2 separate regions of the Gasterosteus aculeatus genome follow, and region 1 is linked to region 2. A link is a contact called in public Hi-C data. All regions are on one chromosome and are shown on one strand. Each heading gives the region's core, a stretch centred on a gene start, on an enhancer-like site or on the middle of the called end of the contact. The rest is flanking DNA. Distances are from core to core; before and after follow the strand shown.

Evidence for each region. A called contact is a pair of places that touch in the nucleus more often than the background predicts.
Region 1: a contact with region 2 is called in a Hi-C map of skeletal muscle, with 3 times the contacts expected there. The contact joins the enhancer-like site here to the promoter of LOC120816082 in region 2. A contact is called at or near these places in 2 of 6 Hi-C or Micro-C datasets (both in skeletal muscle).

The regions. Positions count from the first base shown.
Region 1 is chr3:16,178,614-16,182,523 of fGasAcu3.hap1.1, forward strand. LOC120816082 (neuropilin-1a) reads left to right here. Exons shown (of 18, transcript XM_040171398.2): 9 at 1,118-1,293; 10 at 1,453-1,608; 11 at 3,262-3,406. Among protein-coding and RNA genes, the nearest start is that of LOC120816084, 15 kb to the right of the region's middle. Within about 2 kb of position 1,553, at least 1 of the 9 cell types and tissues checked has open chromatin away from gene starts, as enhancers often do.
Region 2 is chr3:16,142,894-16,147,329 of fGasAcu3.hap1.1, forward strand. LOC120816082 (neuropilin-1a) reads left to right here and starts at 1,943. Exons shown (of 18, transcript XM_040171398.2): 1 at 1,943-2,658; 2 at 3,454-3,628. The coding sequence starts at 2,568.

The sequences.
Region 1 (3,910 bases), core at 303-2,802, 35 kb after region 2:
TTCATTGCCGAGGAGCGCAGGGACATCATTACTCATCCCCCTAATGTTACATAAAGCTCAGTCCTTGATGTGCTACGAGCAGCTCTCTGTGGGAGAGATACTAGACCCTAACTCACAGGAGAGCAGGCCGTAAAGTGCTAGACAGGTGATTCAGGAGATGTAACGACACAGTCGGGAAAGTGTGTGTGTGCGAGTGTGCGTGTAAGTACGCAACATGAAACTGTCATTCATTCCAAAATTCCTCTTTGACTTAATTTTAATCCAATTTCTGTGTTTAATCCTAAACCGATCTCTCTAATCCAAATCATGCGATTTAAAGAGGTAATAAAATACAGGAAGGAAAAGCTCGCAATTGCTCGTTTAACCCATTATTTCTATCCTCGGGGGGGGGGGATTTTCATTATCATGAGCACAGACACGCAGGAACGCACACGGAGGAAACAACAGTGAGCGGCTGTAAAATTCACATTGCGGAGGAGTTTAGGTCCCCGGGCCGTTAATCCGCTGATATAACTCGGGAAGCATTCGGCGAATCCAAATGTCTCCGTGAGACCGCGACTGTTTGAGTCCGGATATTAGATCTACCCCGTTAATTGGCTTAACTTTGCTCGCTATGTCCGGACCATTGTTTCCACATATTTTAAGAGTTTAATTAAGTTTTCTTATTCAGAGAAACCAGACAGCGCGGCTAAAACCTCTCAGTTATCCAGTAAATATCCAACTTTATTTCCTAATACTTGAACAGTATTAGGTTAACAGCCTGAAGGCCACTTGTGGCGTCCTTCCTTTAGCGCACATCTATTCAGTCGTACCCGTGCTCATAGTTTATACCGGTGTTACGGACCTTTGGTTTGAAACGCCTGTTTTGTGCCGTGAACGCTGACGGTCTTCAGCGCAGCTGGGAAGCCGTGATGGAGACCAAACAGTCACGTGACGTGAAGCTTCATGACTCCATGTTGAAAGTAGCTCCACCTCGAGATGTTGAGACGGGTCTTTTTCACTCCCGAGTTTAAACCCAGAGGGCGTCAGATAAAGCCGCTGACTAGAGGGACGAGATAAGGACGTTTTTTTATCGTGCTGTACTCGTTTCTCATCCCCCCTCTCTCTCTCTCTGCAGACTACCCCTGCTTGGGGATGCTGGGGATGGTCTCCGGTCAGATCTCGGATGCTCAGATCGGCGCCTCGTCGTACGCCGACCGGGGCTGGGTGGCGGAAAACGCCCGCTTGCTGACGGGCAGGTCGGGCTGGACCGGCCAGCAGACCAAGCAGCCCTTCAGGAACGAGTGGCTGCAGGTGGGCCGTGACGCTGACCTTTGAAAGTTTGAAGGGGTGGCGTTCGATGGTCAGAACCGCTGACCCGGTTCAAGCCATCTGCTCCCTGTGGTTTCCAAATGATATATTCAGAATGTCTGGACAATCCTTTATCTCTTCATCTTCTCCTTCTCTCGGCAGGTGGATCTGGGCCAGGACAAGATGGTGAGCGGCGTGGTGATCCAGGGGGGGAAACACCGCGACAGGAACGTCTTCATGAAGAGGTTCAAGGTGGGACACAGCCTGGACGGAGACGAGTGGACCGTCGTCAAGGAGGACAACACCACCAAGCCCAAGGTTGGTCCGACATGTCTGACCCGACTGACTGAATTAACACGATTAACGGGATCCATTGCCCAAGATCCCTCCAATCCCAACAATCCAGATTAATTATTCACCACGTTTATGCTTCACTGGCGCCCGTGTTTCCCCTCAGGGGGGGTGTTGGAGGTTGTTAGGATTGGAGAAAAGCAACCACTGCGGGCTGGAAGTGTCCATTCATCTGTGACATGTGTTCAAGTGGAAAGAAATGTGGAAAATAGAAATAAATAAAGGTGACGTGAAATTCATAAATCCATAATAATAAGAGGGTTTATTCAGCTACAAACTAAAAAAGTCACAATAATGTAATTACAGCACAATGTTTTTTTGCATAATTTAATTTTCTCTGGACTAAAAGTTGATGTTGATAAAAAAGTAAATGAGAAGAAGACTGCGGTGCAGCTCAGTTGGATCATTTCATTCACTTCTTCATCTATGAAAGCATCAGTGCCCACATGTCACACTCACTGTCTCCTGACCTCTGAGCGCCGTCTGATTTCTGATCCCCGAGAGGAGGAGATGTGTGTCCTCGCTTCCTGAGGCCCCGCCTCCTCTCCTCCGTCCCGCCCCACGCGTGCGTTCCAGATGGCGGGGAGGAGGACGAGGTGGAGCGTCGGACTCCCGCTGACTCACCGCAGACGGAGATCTAGGCGCTCCTCCGTCCCCTCGCTAATCTTCTCAGCTCCTCAGGAGACGAGGCTGGAAGGCTCGGCGAGGCCGCGGACGCCACGCGAGTGGATACGAGTGTTTGGCTCGCGCGTAGGCGGCACAGCATATGCCGGTTTGTAAACATGAGTGGACAGCCTGGTGGTGGTCCTAGAAAGAGGAAACCGATAGCATGTTTAGAGAAAAACAGGCATGACCTTGAATCCAGGATCGCGCGTGTCCCAAATAACCACTCACGCTCCAAAATCGTCATGATGTTTATGACAATGACGCTCATGGATTAACAGAAACGAGAAAGCTGCGCGTGAACTACAGTTCTCCACCTCTCCGCCCGACGAGAAACCTATGAAGCGAATGGAACAATATATGTCGCAGAACAAACATGCACAAGACAGAACGGTACACTTGCAAACAAATCGCGAGCATTTAAACAGACCCGTAGACCCACAATGCCCCTCTGCAGTAGTAAAGCGTGAGGCGAAAAAGGAGACTTCAGCCCTTCAGACCGGGAGAAGAGCCTCTTGGGTGTTTGGTGTCCCACCTCCTGGCTCCCGGTGTGAAGGAAACCATTTTCATCTGTGCTGCTTCCATGTTGGACCAACAAAAAGTATCTGACTCTGGTTCTGATTTCCTGGCGTTTGTCTTTGTTCTTTGCTCCATTCATTTTCTTTCAGCTTTTTGTGTGTGTGTGTGTGTGTGTGTGTGTGTGTGTGTGTGACTGATACTTGATCAGAAGCAGACTTGATCAGAACAGAGTGTTGTTTGTTCAGTTGTTGGGTCAATGGGCTTTAACTGTGCTGCACAGTGTCCACAGGTCTTCAATTTATCATTCACCTGTTGGGAGAAAACCACGAAGCAAAGCCGACACCGGACGGCTGATCTCAACGTCCGAGTCTGATGCTTGTTCTGTCATCTGGTAAACACTGGTTAGGTCCTGACCCGACTCCCTGTCTTCTGCCTCAGGTATTCCTCGGGAACCAGAACCACGACACCCCAGAGCTGAGGACGTTGGGCCCCCTCCTGACCCGCTTCGTCAGGATCTACCCGGAGAGGGCCACCAACGAGGGCCTGGGCCTCCGTCTGGAGCTGCTGGGCTGCGAACTGGACGGTGGGTTCCAATTGAGGTCACCTTGATGCAAACATGCGTTCAAGAGGTCAAGGATCAAAGACACAGACCACTGCAGGAACAGGACCTGTCAATCCCAAGGTGGCCCCGCCCTAAAGCATACCCTGCTTTATGGTGTATTTGTCTCTACATGGAACATAATCTACTAAATGAACTTCATGCAAATACGGCTTCAAACTAGAGACTGAGACTATAGACTAGTGTTGAAAATTTTTACTGATGGTAACTGAATAAATCAAGAGAGAAGTAGAGTTATTTTCCCATAGACTTCTATGTGACCCCCCCCCCCCCCCCTGGTGGTCAGTAGAGAGAATGCAGCTTTAAGACGCTGCTTCTCTTGTCAGACCACAACGTCTCTTCCTGATGAATAAGTACACTGAAGCAAAAAAAAGAAAAGCCGGTACAAACCGGATCAAGTGAAGTGTGAAGAACGGAACTGCTGTTATCCCTTAAGGCAAGACGGCATCACATGGAGGCTTGATATTG
Region 2 (4,436 bases), core at 693-3,192:
CGTCGGTTTCATCTCCTCCGCGAGTTGTTGTGAGGGGTCAGGACTTCGACTCAGGTGCAGAGCAATAAGGCAACAGAAAATTCTTTCAAGGTTTGGAATCTTTTACTAGGAGAGTAAACTAATGCAAAACAAAGGGGGCACAGGCAAAGGCGGAATCCACACGCTCTTGAAGAAACAAAAAGGAAGAGAGCCTGGCAACAAAGTAGAAACAAGATTACAAAAACAGCACTGGGAATTTAACAACAAACATGTACCTCTAGGAAGGACAAAAGATAACCTGACACAGACAAGTGGGGAACTGAGGCTTAAATACAGGTGGGGGTGATTGCAAACTAAACTCAGCTGTGGGGGGAAACTAGATACAGGAAGTGCCGTGGTTCCAAAAAGAAAACAGGAAGTTAATCTTCACAGTCTCTTCGAGTCGTCACAGTTGCGTTCTCGCTTTGCACACTTTGCCACTGAGGCTATTTGCGTCAGGCGGCGCCGCGAGTGGCGCTGCCAAGGATCCTTTTGTTGTCCCCCGCCAGCCGACGCGCACGAGTGCGGCGACACCAAATCTGGAATCCCAGCGAGCATCTTGTTGGAGACATGGACGTCTGTCCGCTGAGCTCTCGACGATGCAGACTCACTGCGTCCCTCGACCTCGCTGCGTCCCCGATGTGCTCGTCTTCCGTTCCAGCGTTTAAGACGTTATCTTGAGGCCGCTTCACTCGGTGTGCCCCCTTCGGGGGGCCGTGAGAGTATTTCCAATATGTTAAAGCCGAACGTGACGTCGTAATGAGTAACTCGGTCTGTCGCTGCTCTTATAATATTACACGATTATGGTTGGGCTTTAATATTTAATGCTAAAGCTTAGGCAGTGACCTTCAGTGGTTAACACTTTTTTTTTCAGCCCATTAAGAGAAAAACCCCTAAACCAGCTCAGGTTATCTCCGAAATGTAAAATCACCAGATTGGGAGACTGTGGATTTCATTAAGGAACAACGGCTTGTGCGTGTTGTTCGGGTCATTAGCAGCTCTTATAGTGTCTGATAATCACTTCTAAATCTTTTGTGTAGGCTGAAGAAGTGCAGAGCAAGCAGGTTCTAATGAACGGAAACACCTGGGAGAGTCTGTTCACCTCAGCACCACAAACTCATTCTCTCCCTCACTCACCTGTCAACGTTTTTTCAGGTACTTTTGGGGGAAACGGTGAATAAACTTACAGATCAACATGTTTTGGGCAAACTGTGTAACGTGAGAACGTGTGAGTCCCACAGTTGAGACTCCTCAGTGTCCTTGAGCTGAACCTACGTGAGGACACCTTCTGTCCTGGAACAGCTCGTCTCCTCTCACGTGATGAGCCGGCGGCTTTTAATGCAAAATGCAAGACAACGTGCAAATGCTTCTTTGTAGGCAACATTTAAAAGAGCGAACAAATGTAGTCAAATTTGATGTCAGCCTGAATGACCTTCATGGGGCCTAGAGATCATTATGAAGGAGGAAGCTCTCCTGTCACATTTCATCCAGGTTGACGTGGAGAAAGGACAACAAACAAGCAGCGATTTGTCTGTTTCCGAGACGCCGCGCATCTATTTCGGGATAAAACTTGTTTGAATATCTATAAATATACTCGATCCAGTCAGTAGTTGACTTATGTAACCTTCAAAAATACATTTTACATGAACTCATGTAGGTATTATTTGATCAAACCGAAGCCCCCCCCAAAAAAGGTCATTGTAAAAACAAGAAGAATCCTGTAGAATATTGTTGAGTACATTCTGCATTTGAATCTTCCAAACAGACAAACTGAACCAGCCTGAACGCGCGCGGTCACGAGTGGAAGGAATCCGTCTCTCGTTTGGGACGAAGCTCAGACGTGGAGTCGCGCACTGCTCACACCTCCTGCCAGACCCTCAGCCAGCGGGGAGTCTGCGTGCGCAGCCCCTCCCTCCCTCCCTCTCTCTCTCTCCCTCCCTCCCTCTCTCGCATGCGTCGGCAGCGCACAGAGGGCGCACCGGGTTGTCAGTCCGCTCGTCTGTTTGGTCGGAGGTCGCCCGGTTGCGCGCAGCGGGGATCCGGGGAGTGGAAATTCCGCTTGTTACTTTCCCGGCTCGACTCGTATTTCTGAACATTTCTGCTGTGACGGTCGGTCAGTCGCTGCCGTGAGAGAGAGAGAGAGAGAGAGAGCTGAAACAAGGAGCGCAGATCTTGGAGAGCAGCGCTCAGATGTCCGTTGGATCAGAATAGCGCTCAACCACAGATTTCTCCTCCTCAGCGGGAAACATTCTCCCCTCGGAAGTACGACCACCGGGACGCACAGCGGACACTTCTGGCCGACGGATTTTTTTTCTTCTTGTTTTTAGCTTTTGGATTATTCTCCCTTTCCCTTCATTCCGGGGGAGGGCGAGTTGTCTCCCCCCGGCACCACCGGGGATCTCGCGCTGAAGCCCGCAGGATGCCGGGGACCCTACGACGAGCACATCTCACACTTTGAGACTATTGTCTTGTCTCTTTCTGGACGTAACCCCCCCTCACACACACAGGAGTTTTTTTTTTTTGCTTTGGTCTTTCTCTTGTTTTACACAATGTGCGCGTTGGACAATGTGAGGATGCGGAGCGGGTTGCTGTTGTTCCTCCTCTCCCGAGTCACCCTGGTGGCTCCGTTGGCTCAGACCGGTAGGTTGCTGCGCGCGTGCGGTGGCTTGACAACAGGCAGGCTGCGCGCTGAGCATTGATCCACTTTTGCATCATTTTTGCACCATTGTTGCCTCTCACCTGTTATGCATCCCCCCCCCCCCCCCCCCCCGGGAGCAGGGAGCCTGCAGGGATTCAACACTGTTTACTCTAATATATGTAAATAAGGATTACGTTCGGGGAAATAAGCATAAAGTAGTAGCAGTGTATTATCACACTATTATTATTATATTATTATAACGACATTATGGCGCATTTTGGCGCTTTTGCGCGCGCGTGCCACTGAAGCTTGATTTGGGGCTACAAGCAAATTTCATAAATCATTCAATGGGGAAAATTAAAGGTAATCACGCGGGCCGTGTGCTGGTGGAGCAGCAGGCGGCTCGCTCCACCTTTCTGGTGCGCGGTCGCACCTTACGGCGGGCGCATACCTCACGTTATACCCCGCATACCTCACTTCACATACCCCACCCTTTTCAAAAGAGCAGCGCAATCCGAGAGTTTGATCACCTCATTAAAGATGATGGAATCCACCGGGATTGGATTTATAGTCTTAACGCGCGAAGGCGCAGAAACCAGAGCTTTCCCGTCGACGCGGTTTCTGCTCTGGGTGGTGGATGTGTGGATTTACGGAGACCCCCATCTGGAGGTCTCGGCAGCGTCACTCCCCTCGCTGGTGCAGTTCGATCCCGCGCGATAAAACGCGCTGTCTGTCTGTCCCGCGACGTCCGCGTCTGTCTCCGCTAACGACTCCGCTAACTTTCTGTGCCTCTCCAGGTCAATGCGGGGGGAACATCGAGATACACGCCGCGGACTACCTGACGTCCCCGGGCTACCCGGGCGCCTACCCGCCCTCCCAGCAGTGCGTGTGGGTCATAACGGCCCCCGAGCCTGGTCAGAAGATCCTCATCAACTTCAATCCGCATTTTGATCTGGAGGACAGAGACTGCAAGTAAGAGTTCACCCCCCCCCCCCCCTCTTCTCCACCCTTCTCCACCCTTCTCTGTTCTGCTTCTCCCGCTGCTCCTCAACCCTGCCCGGATACAGCGTGGAACTCTGCCCCCTGTCGGTGAAGGAGTCCTGGCTGTGCTCCTTGGGGCTCCTGGGAGTGACCTCAGTGGGGCTTGGTGGGGTTTGGCCTTTCCCTGTTTGCTCCTCGCCGTCCCGGCTTGAGATGCTCGCAGGGAGAAGATAGTGTTTACCTTTCACTCGGCGGCAGAAGTGACCTGTTTGTGTTTGGGAGGAGGAGCACAGCGCGTCGGGCTCTTCTGTTTGCAGGAAGGAACCCGGAGGGTCGAACGGCTGCCGTCGGTGTCTTTGTGAGGACCCTGAGGAGGTTTTTTGTGGGGGCGCCAAAAACGACAGGCGATCGTCTTGTCAGCTTTGTCTTCTCGCCGCTTTGCTTGTCCACCCACCTTTTTGCTATTAATGTCATTACCGTCGTCTCTGCCAGAAGACAATGAGACAAACCAGCGTGTGTCACATGCTGCTGCATCAACGCGCGCGTCGTCCTTCGCGGCTGAACGATTCACACTTCTTCGCGACCACCTTTCGTTGGACGCGGCTGCCGATGGGCTGCTGCTCGCTGGCCGCTCTTGTTAAAACGAGCGCGTGGGGGAAGAACACGCCTCGCTCTCCTGCAGTCTAGACAGAAAGCTTTCCAATTTTGGTGCTCAACTAATTAAATCAAACATCAGAGCAGCGGTTGATGCAGACACAACCGTTGCTGATCTGCACTCTGTTGGGGGCACAAATGTACC